Regions from separate parts of the Mus musculus genome. Here regions 1 and 3 are each linked to region 2. Evidence: chromatin contacts called from public HiChIP or PLAC-seq and promoter capture Hi-C data. All regions are on one chromosome and are shown on one strand. The core of a region is the stretch at or near the end of the contact, and the rest is flanking DNA. Distances in the headings are between cores, read along the strand shown.

Evidence for each region. Promoter capture Hi-C pulls out the DNA fragments that hold promoters and counts their contacts. HiChIP or PLAC-seq counts read pairs in DNA pulled down with a chosen protein or histone mark.
Region 1: a promoter capture Hi-C map of hippocampal neurons shows a contact between it and region 2, with 6 times the contacts expected there. The contact joins the promoter of Trank1 here to the promoter of 4930545L08Rik in region 2. A contact is called at or near these places in 6 of 39 promoter capture datasets (cranial neural crest, frontonasal cranial neural crest, hippocampal neurons and 2 more), 2 of 484 Hi-C or Micro-C datasets (embryonic stem cells and neural progenitor cells) and 1 of 115 datasets of contacts at active chromatin or transcription factors (embryonic midbrain).
Region 3: a contact with region 2 is called in a CTCF HiChIP or PLAC-seq map of embryonic stem cells, with 13 times the contacts expected there. The contact joins the enhancer-like site here to the promoter of 4930545L08Rik in region 2. A contact is called at or near these places in 1 of 39 promoter capture datasets (hippocampal neurons), 1 of 15 datasets of contacts at CTCF or cohesin (embryonic stem cells), 7 of 484 Hi-C or Micro-C datasets (the HL-1 cell line, the N1E-115 cell line, bone marrow-derived macrophages and 4 more) and 1 of 115 datasets of contacts at active chromatin or transcription factors (astrocytes).

The regions. Positions count from the first base shown.
Region 1 is chr9:111,310,429-111,313,234 of GRCm38.p6, forward strand. Trank1 (tetratricopeptide repeat and ankyrin repeat containing 1) reads left to right here and starts at 1,311. Exons shown (of 22, transcript NM_001164659.1): 1 at 1,311-1,823. The coding sequence starts at 1,414.
Region 2 is chr9:111,917,362-111,920,173 of GRCm38.p6, forward strand. 4930545L08Rik (RIKEN cDNA 4930545L08 gene) reads right to left here and starts at 1,368. Exons shown (of 2, transcript NR_166641.1): 1 at 928-1,368.
Region 3 is chr9:111,288,175-111,291,005 of GRCm38.p6, forward strand. No RefSeq gene overlaps it. Among named protein-coding and RNA genes, the nearest start is that of Epm2aip1, 18 kb to the left of the region's middle. Within about 2 kb of position 1,542, at least 99 of the 459 cell types and tissues checked have an H3K27ac peak or open chromatin away from gene starts, as enhancers often do. A contact at or near this core is called in the N1E-115 cell line, bone marrow-derived macrophages, cortical neurons and 1 more, where this site is marked.

The DNA of each region.
Region 1 (2,806 bases), core at 61-2,560, 610 kb before region 2:
CAAATATAAAGGTCTTTTGGTACGCAGCCTCAAAGTATTTACCAGATAGGGATAGTGTATGAAACTGGGAAGAAGTATTCCAAGTAGCAACCAAACACGTTTACAGACATGAACAGAGCAATTAAATAAGCATGGAAAGACTCAAAGGGTTGTTAGATAGGAGGGCAGCAGGGGATTGCTTTTTTTTTTTTTTAACAGCACCAACACCTCATTTTGATAATAGTTGAAGTGATTTTGAAAAGCAAGATCTACTTATGTGATGATTTTGAAGAGTATAGTCCACATTAGAGGTCAATGCTATGGAAATGGACAGAAAAGCACAGATGCACATTTTATTCTTGTACTGCCTCCACAATCTCTTGCCTTATTCTGACATAAGAAACCCACTAGCCTTACTCTGACGTAGGAAACCCACTAGGCCTTTTGGAAGTGGAAATGATGAGGCTGTGGTGGTGGTGGTGGTGCTGTTGCTGGTGGTGTACCAAACATGTTAGAGCTGAGAAGGTTTTATAAAATCTCTTTAAAATGAAAGGTCTAGCAATGTCTCATGACAGCAAGCCTTTCAAATTCTACTACTTGATACAATGTCTTGGAAAGCTTTAAAAATTGCACCCTGGAGATATATGCCATAAGAAATCAGAAGCAAAGGCATCCACCAGCGTTTTAAAAATCCCACCAGGGTGGGGGTATGACTGGAGTTCAAGCGTTTGTGGGAGCACTGTGTCCGGGACCCTAGGCTAACACTGAGGAGCCTAAAGGCTCAGCCCTAGGCAGTGGGGTGCCACCCAAGGGTTTTGAGGGGGAATGGCGCCTCACATTTGTGTGTGTGCGTGAGTGCGTGTGTGGTGGCATGGGGGTCGAATTGAGAGAAGGCCAGAAGGAGGCTGCTGGTCAGGGCTGACTGGTTCCGACTCCCCTGGAGGAGCTGGGAAGGACCGCGGTGTTCCTGGCCTCGTCCCTCCGCCTCCCCCGGCCGGCTCCTGTCTTCCGCTGTTCGACGCGCCCTGGGCTCTGGCCCAGGAGGCCCATGAGCCACCAGGAGGCAGCGTGCCAGCGGCCGCGCCCTCTGATTGGGTCCCGGGCCCCTGGAGGGTGGGAACGTGACTCCTGTCCCCTCAGTCGCGAGGACCACCCGGCGGGGGGCGAGCACGCATCCCGGCTCAGGAGAGCTTCGGAGCCACCTCGCCTCACCCTCACGACTTCGCGGCCCTTCTGCCAGGCGCCTGGACGGTTCCCGCCCGCGTGACAGGAACTCGGCAAATGACGGAGGCGACGAGCGTCGCGCTGCTCGGAGCTTCGCTGCCCGGTCTGCTCCCGACCTCCAGGAACGGCGCGTCGGGCGCGCGGTGAGTGCGACGTCGGCGTCTGAGGGGACGACCCGAGGGGAGCGCGCCGCCGCGAGCTCGCCGAGCCATGGCTTCCACGACCGCGGGCCGCCGCTGGCCTCCGAGGAGACGCAGCTCGAGACGGGGCCCCACGCCGCGGTCCCGCGCGCCCGGCGCGAAGCTTTCGGCCCCGGAGGCCGGGCCGCCACGCCGCGGGCCTCTCCCGCGCGGCGGTGCGGGACGCGACACTCTCCTCGGAGCAAAGGCGACACCTTCGTCTCCCGCCGCGAGGCGATACGTGACGGCTCTCGGGCCCCCGCAGCCGCGTGGGAGCACGGACTCGGCCTGCGCGGCGCTCCCGCAGCCGGTCCCGCACGAGCCGCGGGAAGCAGCTTTCCGCCTGGCCCCGGCCTCGGAACGCGGGGCCTCGGTGTCACCTGCGCGCATCCCGAGGCGGCGGCGGCGAGTCCCGGCCATGTGGGACCCGCGCGCGGCAAGGTGCGTAGCTGGCGGGGGTTGGGGGGGGGGCGTCTGGGGCTTTGCGGGCCCCGAGTCCCCGAGGCCCCGCGGGGTTGTCTGCCCTCCCCCCTTCTCCCTCCCTCGACCGCGGCCTGGCGCGGGAAGGCGCGCGGGGCGACACGGCCCGGGCGGGCAGCGGTGCCCGGCGGAGCTTTCCCTGCGGGGACCCCCACCCCCATCCTCCCCCACCCCCCGGAGGGGCCTCCGGGCCACACCGCGGCGGACGCGCCTCGCCGCACAGCTTGGCTCGAGGTGTGCGGAGCCGCGCGGGGATGACGGCGCGGCATCGGCGGGGAGCGCGGGGCGCGGGCTGCCCCCTGGAGGGGGAGGCCTCGGTCCTCCATCCCTGCGGCCTCCGCGGCCCACCCTCCGCCGCCGACCCGAGTCGCGGGGCGGTTTGCTCAGGAGCGCGGGTTCAGCCTGCTGCTCGGCCCGGCTCAGCCCGGTTCGTCCTCGGGCCCCCAACCCCCGCACTCTTGCACTCGCGGGCTCTGCGCACTTGTAACCCGCCGCGGAGGGCTCGCGGGCCCCGCTGGGGGGGACTCTGCTCTCTGCTGGGGGCGTTTCACCGAGGCAGGCAAGAGAGAGGCTGCCTGGGGATAGTTCTTAGGGAGATGTGCAACTTGGAAAAAAAGAAAAAGCAAAATTTAGAAAGGAGGGCAAGGGAGTCCGTGAGCTCTGCAGCCTGGGGACCCGCTTCAGCTCAGTTAGCACTGTCGCAATCACTGCATCTTTAGCTAGAGAGGATGAGTGGAAAGCCAGAGGCTCTGCGGTCCCTTACACCCGGATTTATCCCCAGCTACCCAGTGTTCAGCTTTTCCCGTGCAAGGCACCTTTTTGATTTTGAGGAAAGGCTATTACACTGCTGGCATCTACAACCTCTTTGGTGCTTTCTAGAAAGTACCTTCTTGTAGAGGGAGCAGGAATATTTAAAACTGTTTTTCTATCGGGGCTCTTTTGTA
Region 2 (2,812 bases), core at 118-2,617:
TGAATAAAAGGGGAACACTGCCCTCTGGAGGCTGCAAAGAGAAGAGGGCTTCGTGTTTGGTCTCTAAAGGAAAGAAAGTAGCATCCTATTTCACAAACTCAAAGGCAGGCAGGTGAGCTTCCATGAGCACCGCTAGAGATGGAGTCATCTGTCCACAGGGGATATATTTTTAAGAATCTGAGAGAAATCAGAGACATAATTTTGAAATGAGCAAGTGAAGGTCATTCCTGAGACTCCAGTTGTCTACTGGGAGTCCCTAATGCTCGAGGTACCTCATGTTTGATGTAAGGTGTTTTGCTGGAGAGGGTAATTCTATGTATGTGGAAGAAATGCAAAAACCGATCCAAACCAAGCCAAACCAAACAAACCAACCAAAAAAAAAAAAAATAAAAAAAAAAAATAAAAAGAAGAAAAAGAAGAAGAAGAAGAAGAAGAAATGAAACAAAACAAGAACCCAATAAGAACCCAATTAGTCCGTGTGGTGGTGCAAGTCTTCAGTCTTAGCATTCAGGAGACAAAATTGAGATGATTAGGAGTTCAAAGCCAGTCTCATCCATTTAATGAGTTCAAGGCTAGGTTGTTCACAGAGATACCCCCCTCCCATACACACAATTCAGAAAAAAAAAGTACCAACCAACAACTCTATGCTATATATTTCTTAATATTTTTGACACAAAGAGTAATGCCTAAAATTCATTTCCCTCTATAACATTGTAAGGGAGTTAACCAATAAAACACTTTTTGTTGGGGGTTGGTAGATTGTAAGAACTCATTAGTCTCCCTGTGGTTAAACCCTAGGGCAAAGAAAATAAATAAAGTTAAATTAAATTAAAACAGTTTTCTATTGGTTAAAAAGAATAAAAAGGGAAAATGGAAGACAAGCACCCACCTGGAACAAGACGGAGAAACAAAATGGCGGTTATTTACCTGAAAGAGAAGAGCCAGGGAACAGGCAAGAGTGGGTGGGTATCCTGGAGCCTCTGCAAGCCCACAGGCAGTTAGAAGAGTTTGAATGGAAGCTGCGCAGACAGAAATTCCAAGTGAGGCTGTTAACTGTGAGTAGCAGAGAAAGTCAGCACTTTCCATTTCCATGGGTGTGCCTTCACAGGCATGTGTACACACACCTGCAAGTGCAGGGCATGGTGGGTGGCCTGCCCCATAGTTGCTTCTTAGTGAGTCGCCCAAGTTCATCCTGGAATCTCCAGTTCAGGAACTCAGAGCTTCCGTCTCAATATTTTTAACGTTTCAAACTCGCGATGCAAGTCTGTAAGTACCAACCCTCCCCTGCTTGGAACTTCCTACCATAGACATCCCATACATCAGGACCCTGTTTTCATCTGGTCCAGTGCAGGATGCTGAGCTGTGCTTGAGGCGCCGGCGCTGGAGCTGGTGGAGAGCGCCACCTGCTGTCGCTCGTTGTGCCTTGTGTGCTGTGTGTTCCAGAGCTTCCGCCACTTGGACATAGCTTTCCTCAAGATAGTCTTGGTTCTTTTGGGTCATTTTGCCCAAATGCAAACGCATTTGCATTGTGGAGGGTGATGATAACCGAGAGAAAAACCTCAAATGAAACACAGTTTCTGCATGTTTAACCCACAGTAAAGGAGAGGAAAAGAAAAACTGGCCAGCTTCTTCTTCTTCTTTTTTTTTTTTTTTTTTTTTTTTGAGACAATTTTACAAGGTCAGTTAGAGAATTCAATTCTGTGCCCCAGGAAAAGCATCTAAAAGCCATTCTCCCGGCTTTATAAGATAAACGAGTTGGAATAGCATCGATATTGAACACTCTCAAATTAGCAAACAGCTTCGTCCCTGGCTCATACAGGGAACCCATTCAGTCAGCTTGACTGTAAAATTCTCCAGCATTGGTTTCAGCCCCATGGACCCCCCCTTGCCACCCCCACACACTGTGCTCCACTTCTGTTTGCAAAGGGAGGCTAGAGGAGGGGGAAATGAAAGAGGCGTAGGTTTAGAAGACCCACTAAATACAGAAGGTGGGGTCTCTAGTACCACACACATCTCTTTAATGTGATTGATTGGAGGGAAACCCTTCTTATATTTTTGGTTGTGAGCCTAGCCTTTAATGGCTGATCCATCTCTCCAGCCTGGGGTAAGCATTCTTGACAACAACCCAATGTGTGTGTGTGTGGGGGGGGGGGGGTGTGTGTCTTATTTTCTTCTGATCCCTGGCTTTCTCAGCAGTCTTTACTCACACACCACCTTTGCAGCTATAATTATACAAGGCACCCTGTAATGTGAGTCAAAATGCGCTGCACTGGAAATCTGAAGAGCTGGGCTTAGTTTTAGTGCTTTACAGCAACTGCAGAAGTGGCCTCAAGGTGCTAAAATTCCCCCCTAGATTCCAGTTATTTCACAGGTAAGAAAGGTATGTACTTTGGTGGCCAAAACCGTATCTGACCTTGGAGGCATGTCATGTATTGTGACCATAAGAACGCCCATTAATAAGACTACATTTTTAGAATAGTATAATTAAAAGGAATAATTTGTAAAGGTGATTTAGCCTTCGGAATCCCCAGTTGACAGAAGCAGTGGGCACGCTACTGTATTGTTATCATCACTCCTTAAGATGATGGCATAGAATTTTGTTGGGTAGCCTGAGAGAATTGCATCTGAGTGTGTGACTAACAAGAGTTCAAGTTTAAAGCACAATTCGTGTGAAATATCCAACAGAGAAGATAGCTTCATTTCACAATCATGCTGGTATCTTGAGTTGAATTACCACTCTCAAAAATTATCATCGTAAGCCACAGAGATCGGGGCTTTGTATCTGTGCCAGTAACAAGTTATTTAGTCTGGA
Region 3 (2,831 bases), core at 292-2,791, 630 kb before region 2:
CCAGTACAAACACATCTTAATAGACTGTTATAATTAAACACCTACATGGCCAATGTCCAGGCCATGAAATGCATTTTATATCAAAACTTTAAAAGCCCATGTCAAGTCTCTTCACCCCCCTCCCCCTAACACACATTCACACCTCTGCTGCTGTGGTAATGATTTCTTGGTGGGTTGTTGTTAGGGGAAGGGAGTTAGTAATTTCTCCGACATTTGCCCTGTTACCATATTTAAATAAAAACGCTGTGACAGTTATTCCTGAGTCTGTCCCTTAATGTGACGTTGTCTTCTAGAAATGGAGGTCCCCAGTCCAAATTCATAATATACATGCCACTTCTTGACATTCTTAGGCATCTAGCTGTGTGCTAATGTGACAGACGAAACATTGTGATTCTTAGTTCTATGGTGTTTAGTTTATGAGTCTGCTAATTTTGGTTTCAAGCCGTACTTATTCTCAACTTCCTGTCTCTGCATTTTTAAACTTCATCTCCTCTGCTTGCTATCAGGGACTCTTCTGTAAAATAGAGATGTTCCTGCCACTGCCTCCAGAGAGCTGGGATTAAAGGTATTTGCTATCACTCTCAGCCTAAACTTTACAGATTTATTTATTTATTTATTTATTTATTTGTGTGTGTGTGTGCGGCACATTTGTGTTATAGCATGTGTGTGGATGTCAGAGAACGACTTCCTGGAGTCAAGTCTCTTCTTTCTACAGTATGACTTTTGGGGATTCAGCCCCATTCCTCAGCCGTGGCAACAAGCACCTTTACCTGCAGAGCCATCTTACTGGCCCTTAGTTTTTGTTTACATCCCACCCCCCCCCCCTCCCCGTTTCCTGAGAGGTCATTTTGTTATTGTTCCTTTGTCATTCAGGTACATGTTTTCCTCAGATTTGCTGGGTCTCTTCTGTCTAATAGTGAGGAACTAGCAAGTTTAACTGAGATGGCTTTGTCCACGAAAGGCTAATTGGCTGGTCTTAATTAGCAAAAATGTAGGGAAGGAACTGAAAGTCACAAAGGGAAGCTTTTACTCTAGGCTCCTGAAATCTTTCTAGCTGTTATATTGTTACTAGGACAGGACAACTTCCTTTACCATCTCTGTCAGGAGCCAGCATGTCCTCCTTTAAGCTAATTTGATTTGGCTTCTCTATTACCAAAAATCTAAAGGAATTGGTTAAGTAACCTCCCCATACCTCTTTCCGTATTATTATATAATGTTCAGCAATTCCATATGACAAATGCAATGTAGAAGGTCCTGGGATGAATGTGTGCTTGTGCGTGCCTGCGCGTGTGCGTGTGTGTATTATGTTATTAAATGAGGCTTTCCAGACCTAGCAACTTATAAGGAAGTAAGTGTGCTGGCTAGTTTTATATCAAGCTAGAGTTATCTGAAAGGACAGAACCTCAGTTGAGAAAATGCCTCTATAAGATCTTGCTGTATTTTCTTAATTAGTGACTAATGGGGGAGGGACTAAACAAGTCATGAGGAACACGCCAGCAAGCAGCACCCCTCCCCCCAACTCTGCATCAGCTCCTGCCTCCAACTTCCTGCTCGGATTGAGTTCCCGCCCTGACTTTCCTCCGTGAAAGTGTACCTGGAAGTCTATGCTGAAATAAACCCTTTCCTCCCCAAATTGCTTTGTTCATGGTGTTTCATCACAGCAATAGTAACCCTAACTAGGACAGTAAGGAAGAAACAGATAAGGATTAAGCAGAGGAGAGGATCCTGGTTGGTGGGGTGATAGCTGGCCATTTGCTTGATCACCACTCCTGTAAAAAGAACTCTGGAAAATACACAAATGACATCACGGGTCTACAGGCCTGTTGAGAGGTCGAGCCCTTTGCGCCCTCTGGTGGTAAAGCTTTCCGCCGGGGCGCTGCAGTATGCGCTCCCGCCACACGGGGGCAGCAGACTACGCTCTGGGTCCTCTGGGCCGCAGTCGCTCCCCAAGGCACCTGAAAACACAAAACTTTCTCAGGTGAGTCAGCTCTGAATGAGACATGGCACAGCGCCAGCAGCGTGTTCTTGTTCTCATCACCCCACACTCTAGTCGCTTCTCCACCAGAGCACGCGCACCCCTTTCCCTCTGCCCTGTTCGCCTGTCCTTTCCCTTACAATCCCACCTTCAGTGCGCCCAGCTAATCGGAGCCATCTCAGGCGTTCTGTCCTTGGACATTTGACATCATGATTCCTAATTTCCCCATGAGAATCAGTTTCTCAGTTTAATGTAAATTCCTTTCATGTAATATGCCCGCTGAATATTATTTCGCCCTACACTTGATTCAGCGTGTGTGTGTGTGTGTGTGTGTGTGTGTGTGTGTGTGTGTATTTGATATGTCATGCATACTACTCTAGAATTACTGCTAGTAGTTTTGTGACGTTCATAACCATTACTGATGCACTGTTTTTTATTCATTCTGCAGCATCGTGCCAGCTAAGTGCTACGGAGCTGGGAACATAAATACCTAAAGCTTTGGGGAGCTCTGCACCTCACCAAAGCAAACCGTGAAAAGCTGCCTATGCAACAGTGTGAGCGAAGCAAAGAAGCAGAGGCTGCCTGGGCCATAGCAGGTTACCATGGAGACAGGGACACTGGGAATTTGCAAGACCGAAGAGGGTAGGAATTGGAAGTTTGCAAAAATCACAGCTCAGGGGCCTAAGCGATGACACAGCGGTTTAGAGTACTAGAAGCACCTGCAGAGGACGTAGGTTCAATTCCCAGCATCCACATGGCAGCTCACCATCTGTAACTCCAGGGCTAGGAGATCCAAAGACCTCTTCTGACATCCATGGACATAGGGTACGAAAGCGGTGCATATCCATCCATCCAG